Linked DNA regions of Mus musculus: all the other regions are linked to region 1. The links are chromatin contacts, called in public Hi-C and HiChIP or PLAC-seq maps. All regions are on one chromosome and are shown on one strand. Each heading gives the region's core, a stretch centred on a gene start, on an enhancer-like site or on the middle of the called end of the contact. The rest is flanking DNA. Distances are from core to core; before and after follow the strand shown.

Region 1 (2,700 bases), core at 198-2,697:
CCCCAGCACGTCTTCCCCAGGGCAGGACAACCACTGCAGCTGGCTTCTGTCAGATTAGCTGGGCAAGATGTGACAGGCCTCTGTCCTCTGGGGAAATCGCTCCTTTCCTGGGAGGTGGTGAGGACATTCCCAGGTTGCTCTGTTCCTGCCCTCTCCCTGCACCCTCCCAGTCTTACCGCTTTACCATTGGGGAAAAAAAATCAGACAGATTTCTTGTTGTTTTTGAAAATACATATTCATTCTACAAAGGCTGAGGGAAGCCTGCTAGCTACAAGGTAGAGGTTTTGCCAGGTTGGGGACTCTTGGAGACACAGCTCTTTCTGCCTGTGAAGAGTTTACAGTCATGCGTGTGGGCAGGATGTGTGTATCAGGCAATGTGGTTGCATATAGCAAATTTTTGTGGTTAGCAAGGAGGGGAGAACCTAGTTTAGCCTAAAAGGTTCCCCAGAGAGGCCTCTGGGAAGGTGATACGGGACAAGCTGTCACCTTGACGGGTAGTGAGTACTGCAAGGTTTATAAAGCAGCAGGGTCAAGGAATGGAGGTGAAGTGAGAGGGCTCTGAAGCAGCTGGCTGGATCCAGATGTGAAGGGGACAGAGTTGGGCTGGGGTGACAAGGGAGGGGAGCTACAGGTACCTGATGACAGGGTTTTGGGGTGTCATCAGAGAGAAAGAGAGAGAGGCAGACAGAGGGAGAGAGACAAAGAGAGAGATAGAAAGAGACAGAGACAGGGAGACAGAGACAGACAGAGAGAGACAAAGACAAGGAGACAGAGACAGAAAGAGACATAGAGACAGAGACAGGGAGATGGGACTTAGGTTTGTTTTAGCTTTGTGTACTAGGCACAAGGTGTTATTTCTACATAAACCAACTCTGTGGATCCCACCAGACTCAACAAATAGCAGTCTTCGCTCTGTTCAGCATCAGGGAAAACGAGTTCTCCAGCATTCGCTGCCTCTGAGTTTTCTCAGCTTGCATCGATTAGACAAGTCCTTTAGATTGATCATTTTCTCGAGTTTACTGTGCATAAAGATCACTTGGGACATTCAGTTAAGTGTGGCTGTTTGGTGTCTGTCATGTGGACTCGGGTCCTACATGGCTCAGCAATGTGCATTTTTAACAAGCTACGTGGATCAGAGAGCACATTTTGAAAGAAACAGTCCTAGAAGCTGATTGTATCCTCCTGGGGAACGTGCTGGGATTGAGGCTGCCGACAGGTGGCAGTACTGCATCGTGATGCTCTAATTACACCTCGGGCTTTCTTCCTTAAACTGGGATTGTTGACTGTAACTGGCCGAGACAGACAGTTCTGGGGCTTGCTGTTTTGCAAGAATGTGTAGAAATGAAACTGGGTTGGTGAGGAATGCTCGGCTACTTGTGGGGTGGGGTGAGGTGAGGTGAGGTGCTGAGGCGGGAAGATCCCAAGTTCAAGAGCTGCTTGGGCTACACAGTGAGTTCAAGGCCACCCTGAGCAGCTTTGGTGAGCTCCAAGGTGAAGTGGGCTTAGGAATGCAGCTCTCACTTAGCACCTACAGCGCCTCAGGCTTCCGTTCCCAGAACAACCAGATAAAGTAGACAAAGTAAAATAAGTTAGTCAGCAAATCTTACATTTCAAAAAAGTTTAAATTTCATTTTCAGCCAGCAGAGTTGAGCTTTCAATACAGAGAATACAGAGATCTCTTGTCAGGCATGTATTTTGATCACCTGAAATATGGATACTCCTGGGAGAGATGTGCCCAAGGTTCAGTGAACACATGGTCTTTAGTTATTATTGGTATGATTATTTGGAACGTCCTCCGTCTTTATCATGGGGTAGAGTCTCTTTTTCATGCTCATCATTAAGTGAATGAGGCAGGGATGGGAGGCCTTCCCTGGGTTTCCTGAGCAAGCCAGCGACAGGGGCGCCTCAGCTTTCAAACATAGCTCTTGGTTTATACTTGACTGACATGGTGGTCCTGGTGGCCTGGTCTAAATTGAAAACTGACTGGAAAGGGTCCAACAGCAGAGAATTGGCCATTAAATGGCTATCTGAATTAGTGACCCCTAGCGCCAGCTCTAGGGTGGCCTGTTATGAGATGATGCCCTGTCACTGAGAAACATCTCAAGCCCCTTTCTGTTTGTACATTCTTTGGGAGAGGGGGTTGATCCCTGAAAAAAAAAATCAGAGTGTATAAATTCTATGGTCTTTCTTATCCCTAGTCAGTGGTTTTGGCTGATTCTAAGTGATCATTGTTGGTACCAGACGAGATGGAGACTCTCAATTGCATCCTGCTTTCTCTGTGCCTGTTTTTAACTGCATCTCTGCTTTTCCTTCCCCTCTCTTCTCTCTCTCTCTTCTCCTCCATTTCTCTCCTCTCTCGTTCTGTGTTCTCTCTTTTGTTTCCAACAAGATCTTGATATGCAGCCCAGGATCGCTTGCCTCAGACTTAGACCCACTGAATTTCAGCCTCCCAGATGCTGGGATCACTAGAGAGAGCACCGCATCTGCCTACAGTGGCTTTTTAAAAACAGGGAAAAGGAAGGCAAGAACAATAGAAAAATCGCTTATTATTATTGTTCGCCACCATGTCATGTAGAAACCGTATCTTGAGTTAAGGAAACTTGTTGTTTGAATGATTTTTATCAGTTTCTTTCTACTTTATAAGCTTGACTTCTAGAAAAATTTGAATTATAGGATATGTTGCATTCTATCCTATAGGCT
Region 2 (2,700 bases), core at 175-2,674, 260 kb after region 1:
CTCTTCTTTTCTTTCTTCCTTTCTTCCTTCCTTCCTTCCTTCCCTTCTTTTTTTTTTTTTTTTGACAAGGTTTCTCTGTGTAGTCCTGGCTGTCCTGAAACTCACTCTGTAGACCAGGCTGGCCTCAAACTCAGAAATCCGCCTGCCTCTGCCTCCCGAGTGCTGGGATTAAAGGCATCCTCTAATTCTCTGATTGTTTTCTATTTAGTGTGTTCACTCTGTTTAGTAGTTCTCTCCCAGAACTCCCGAGGTCCACCTCCCTGTGGTAGCTTCACATGCTTTGAGAAAGCATGGCCCTGTGTGGCCAGTTTGACAGACGGCTCATGGCAGAAGCAGAGAGGCCCCGAGCATCGCAGGCTCAGGCTTATGTCAATTGGGACAAAGGCACAGAACTGGCAGCAGGTGTAGAGAAGAGAAAAGGGCTTTCTTAGGAAATAGGGCTTCTGCTAGAATGTCCCAGAATGGAGGCCAAGTGCTAGCCCTGGAAGATCTTCATCACTGGGCCAGCAGGACTACTGTGGGGCAAACATGTTTTCACTTTCTCTTGTCAGGAGGAGGCCATGTGGCTATGCTGGGGCTGGAGAAACAAAAACTGGGTCCCTCTGTATCCACTGTCACATGCAGAATGCTCATCTCAAGGCACCCCTTTGTGTAACCCCAAGTGAAGTGTCTCTCTTGTCGATGCCTCTGAGCACGGGGTACCTCTCCACCTTGCAAGGCACCAATCTTGCAAGGCACACCTAGTGTTTCCGAGCGTGTGTGCTCCCGGCCGCAGCCTCCTGGCTGTCTCAGCCTCCGTGGCTCCAGAGTCTGGAGTGTGAGAAGCAGAGCCTGCCATTTTTTTTCTTCTCCAGGGCGAGAGCTATGTCTCTAGCCATGTGAATGGTTCTCTCTCCACTCCCAATCTAGAGGTAGGACAATGACATCAGTCTCCCTTAGAGACTCACCTTTAGAGGTTGACTATATAGGTTAGCAAGGAGGCCCAGACTTGCAGGGGCTGTGGTCCTATAAATCCCAGGGAACGCTGGCCTTACTCTGCAGGACCTGAACCTCCTGAGGACTGGTGTCAGGGTGGAATGGGCAGATGCTGTCCTAACTGGCTTTAGAGCATCTTCTTTCCAGTTGCTTCTTTAACTGCATCCCTGCCCATGTCTGGTGCTCACCCCCTTGTGGGCCTTTGTTATTGAAACACCCTGACCCTCTTTTCCAAATAACTCTATTCACCCTCTAAATTCTGACCGCAGGACATTTCTTCCTGACACCCGAGTGCTCACTCCCACATGTTCCCTGATGTAGGTACTTAGCACCAAGACTCTGTCTTCAACCTCGGCTCAGAGCTTCCTCAGGGTGAGCAGTGATGGCCTTCGCCAGAGAGCCTGGGGTCTAATCTCTGAGTGGGAGGGGCCTTCAAGGCTGAAGGAAGTGAAAGGTGAGGGCTGGTGGGTGGGGTGGAAGGAAGTCTGAGCTCAGGGCTGGCCTTTGTGAACCCAGACACCTGGGAAGCAGGGGCTGGGCGAGTTAAGTGGCCAGGAGGAAAGGCTGCCCACAGAGGGAGGTGATGAGGTCCCAGCCCTCAGCTGCTTAGCTTAGATACAGCCTTCAGGAAGCCAGGGCCAACCACTCAAAGGCTGCAGGTCTGAGGATCGGAGTACTCACAGTTAGTTTCCTTGCTTGCCAAGCTAACAGCACCCCCTCTCCCAGCCCACTCCCCCTTGAGTGGCCCCCCTACCACCAGGCCAACTGGCTTGGTTCAGCTGCAGCAACGGCCAAACCGTCTCTCTGGAAGCCAAACAGGAAGCTGAGGAGAAGGGGGCCAACGGCTGGGGATCCTTTGAGCCTCCTCCAGGAAACTGTGGGAGACAAGAGGGACAAAGACAGGCCTTGCTCTCCTGCCCCAGTGCTGGGAGCCCCCTCCCCAGTCTCTCTCACTTCCTCAACTCTCTCCAGTAGCCATCCCCAAATCCAGTTCCCCTGGTGATAGGGACCAGAAGGGCCCTATGGAAGAATGGCCAGCATCACTCCAGAGCCGTTCACAGGTTACAGCAGATGAGACCACACTGACAAACTGTCACTCCAAGTCCATAACTTACACTGGGGCTCACTGTTAACTGATATATTCCGAGGTCATTATAGTACTATCATGCAGTACGGTTCCCTGCCCTAAAAGCCCTCTGGGCTCACCTGCTTGTCCCTGCCTCTGCCTTCAGGCAGCAGCTGAGAGTTGATTATCTCCAGGGCCCTTTCCCAGAATGCCATGCAGTCAGTACAGAGAGATGTAGCCTTTTCAAGTGGATTTCTTTCACTCGTCAGTATACATGAAGCTAGGGGCTGGAGAGGTGGCTCAGTGGTTAAAGGAGACTGTTGCTCTTCCAGAGGGACCCAGGTTCTATCCCCAGCCACAACATGTCAGCTCACAAGCATCTGTAACTCCAGTCCCCAGAGGATTCAACACCTTCTTCTGGACTCCAAAGGGCCCAGGCACACATGTGGTACACTTAATATATGTGCAAGCCAAACACTCATACATGTAAAATAATAACTCCAGCAAATCCCCGCGGAGCCTCTTCTTTCACCCTAACGGCTGAGCAAGATTCCTTCGATGGACGTGCCAGGGGTTACGTGGAGCCTTGAAGAACATCTTTTCTGTTTCGGAGTTCTGGAAAACAAGGATAAGGCTGCTGAAACTCTTGCGTCAGGTTT
Region 3 (2,700 bases), core at 146-2,645, 390 kb after region 1:
TTGCCAGTACTGATTAAAAGTTCTAGACTATTAAGTTACTTACAAACTTGAAGGCTGCTGTGAAATAGAGATGGCCATAATTTCTGCCCAGAGAAACAAAATAAATGTTGTAATCTGTTGAATATTAAATTGTTTTACATCGAATTCAGAAATCCTATCCTAGCATTTACGTTTCATTGCCTGCAGATGCCCGAGTTTTCAAGTGTTCATTGGACTGACCATAAAAAGTTTTCTGGTTCCTTTATTAACTAATGAATTAAATACAACTTTGTACATATTCATTTTATATTTGTCTGAGTAGTGATTTTATTTATCCATGTATTTATTTTAAATTTTATTTTGTAACAAATAATTTTTTATAATGGCATTTTAAACTTCACATTATCTTCATCATTATTATGAAAGACAGTTGCCAGCCACCACTGCATTTGAAACTTGCATATATAGTAGCTCTACTTTTTAACTAGAATATTTGTTTATTTATTTATTCTGTATGTACACACGTCTGTCTGAGTGTATGCCATGTATAAGTGGGTGCTCACAGAGATCAGGAAAGGGCTGGAGTTACAGGCAGTTATGAGCTGCATGACATGGGTTCTAGAACCAGACTCAGGGCCTCTGCAAGAGCAGCCAGTGCTCTTAACCACTGAACCAGCTCTCCCACACCATAACATCTCTTTTCATATCAACAGTGCAAATTATGGTACCTTTATATATCAAAGGATAGGCTATTGTGCAAAGTTTACATGGCCTGCCTGTGTCAAACATCTAGAAAATAGGGGAAGATAATACCAAGTCCAGGACTACGCAGACCCAACCCTCAGACTCAATCCTCTTTGCATCTCACAGTTCTCTGTTCACAATGCCGATGGAGCATTACAAACAGAACCACAACAACAAAACACCCAGGGCTAAATCTCAAACTACAACCAAGTAGGAACAAAGTAGTCACAATAAAACATGACATTTCCTCTTTTAAAATGGTAAAAACACTTAGAGTCCCTGCCTGATTTGTTCTTTATCCCTCCAGTTATTAGAAGACAAGAGATAATCTACCTTTTTGTGAAATTCTTTCTAAAAAACTGTTCAGATAAAGTTCCAATGAACTCCAACTGAAGTTTATACAAAAGTGATTTTGTAACCATTTTCAATTTCTACACACAAAGTTTCAAAGTGGGTCACTGAAAACCTGTATCCCAAGTAATATAAAACTGAATATTTTGATTTCCCTGGGCTGGGCAGTAAGCCTCTTGAACCTCTATTTTTGGAAACTGTGGTATCCCTTTAATCCTGTTACAGAACTGCTGACAGGGGTGATAGTGAAGGAAGCAGACTGAGAGTCTGTCTCAGCAAAGGCTCCAGGAAGAGGAAGAAAACAAGGCATAAGCAAGCAAATCATCTTGCAAGAGAATCTTGTGAGATCTGTGTCGGTGTTCACAACTCAACTCTAGAGCACACGGCCGTGAAGCTGCTCAGCGCTGGTGTAGCTGAGAGCCAACACCTACAGCAGGGTTAAAGTTGTGCCTGTAGGGAACACAACAGCCCTCCTCTGGGTCTGTCTTTTTCATAACCAGAAAATCTTTGGTGTATGGAGAGACCACTGAGAAAACATCTGTATTTCCCCACCTCGCTGTGCCTTGCTACATTTAAACTGTCAGGGTACATGTACTCTGTATGATGCACGGTCTTGATTCCAGATCCTTCCCAAGTAGCTGAGACAACCTAGCTAACAATTTTCTAAAAACTAGTATCAGTTGCTTTTCAAAAATGGCCCCTGGTTTGCTCAAGTCATTTTCAAAGTACTCTTTGAATTTACTGTGAAAAACATACAGAACTAATATCTCTTTCCAAATTAAATTTGGTACTCCAGGTTTACTGGCTGTCCTCAGACAACACGTGATAAAGACTGATATTCTAAACGTTCAGCTCCATTCCTGAAGGCCATGTGTTAAGTATGTGCAATACAATTTAACCTTTCTTGAAGTCAAGAGCTATCATTCTGCTGGCTGTTTTCTGATTGAGGCCCAAGTGCTAAATGAAAATAAAGTCAGATGCTGACAATTATGAATGCTCAGAAGGTTTGGACAGAGGCTCTAGCAGCCTAGATATATACACAGCATGCCTACCTCTATGTACTTCTACTGTGAGAAAGAAAGCCTGTTTCTCTAAGTGCAAGGACCAGACTGTAGGAATTGCAGGGTTGGCCAGAAAGACCTCGGTCTGTAATAGAGGTGAGTATGGTCTATGTCTACATCTATATTGATTCCATATATACATATGAAAGCATCATACTGAAACTAACTGTTATCTAAAATTAATAAACCCTAGATTTCTTGCTCCTTAAGTGAGAGGCTACAGATAAGAAAGTAAAATAGAATGGGCTATACAGTACTGCACCAGAATCAAATCAGTATGGTCTCCTGCTAGCTTAACACAGATGCAGACTGATATAGAAAAATTATGTGTGCATATAAATAGGTTAATATATTTATGTGGGTTTCCTAACTCTGTTTAAAGAGCACATCTAGAATTAGTGGTACCTCAGTAGCAATGAGTACACACTATTGTGATTTTGGTGTCTAATATCATTTGCCAATAAAAGGAATCAGGGCTTCTTGGGAGATTACTAATTCTAGACCTAGGTGAGCTGAAAACATCTTGTAATGCCAGAAAAGAAAAAGCAACAAATCAAACTAAAAG

What was found. Hi-C and Micro-C count contacts between places; a contact is called where the count stands out from the background. HiChIP or PLAC-seq counts read pairs in DNA pulled down with a chosen protein or histone mark.
Region 2: an H3K27ac HiChIP or PLAC-seq map of the HPC-7 cell line shows a contact between it and region 1, with 12 times the contacts expected there. The contact joins two enhancer-like sites. A contact is called at or near these places in 1 of 15 datasets of contacts at CTCF or cohesin (the NIH/3T3 cell line), 3 of 484 Hi-C or Micro-C datasets (the G1E-ER4 cell line, the N1E-115 cell line and bone marrow-derived macrophages) and 7 of 115 datasets of contacts at active chromatin or transcription factors (the HPC-7 cell line, VIP interneurons, embryonic stem cells and 4 more).
Region 3: a contact with region 1 is called in a Hi-C map of bone marrow-derived macrophages, with 20 read pairs. The contact joins two enhancer-like sites. A contact is called at or near these places in 4 of 39 promoter capture datasets (the C10 cell line, cranial neural crest and neural stem cells), 1 of 484 Hi-C or Micro-C datasets (bone marrow-derived macrophages), 3 of 115 datasets of contacts at active chromatin or transcription factors (large pre-B cells, microglia and oligodendrocyte precursor cells) and 1 of 9 other capture datasets (embryonic tail).

The regions. Positions count from the first base shown.
Region 1 is chr17:83,902,339-83,905,038 of GRCm38.p6, forward strand. No RefSeq gene overlaps it. Among named protein-coding and RNA genes, the nearest start is that of 1810073O08Rik, 14 kb to the right of the region's middle. Within about 2 kb of position 1,448, at least 81 of the 459 cell types and tissues checked have an H3K27ac peak or open chromatin away from gene starts, as enhancers often do. A contact at or near this core is called in the G1E-ER4 cell line, the HPC-7 cell line and bone marrow-derived macrophages, where this site is marked.
Region 2 is chr17:84,159,882-84,162,581 of GRCm38.p6, forward strand. Gm41640 (predicted gene, 41640) reads right to left here. Exons shown (of 6, transcript NR_166901.1): 5 at 2,182-2,656; 6 at 1-1,850. Among named protein-coding and RNA genes, the nearest start is that of Gm19696, 4.8 kb to the left of the region's middle. Within about 2 kb of position 1,425, at least 87 of the 459 cell types and tissues checked have an H3K27ac peak or open chromatin away from gene starts, as enhancers often do. A contact at or near this core is called in the G1E-ER4 cell line and the HPC-7 cell line, where this site is marked.
Region 3 is chr17:84,292,001-84,294,700 of GRCm38.p6, forward strand. All of the region lies in intron 29 of Thada (thyroid adenoma associated), which reads right to left. Among named protein-coding and RNA genes, the nearest start is that of Gm24492, 5.6 kb to the left of the region's middle. Within about 2 kb of position 1,396, at least 33 of the 459 cell types and tissues checked have an H3K27ac peak or open chromatin away from gene starts, as enhancers often do. A contact at or near this core is called in bone marrow-derived macrophages, where this site is marked.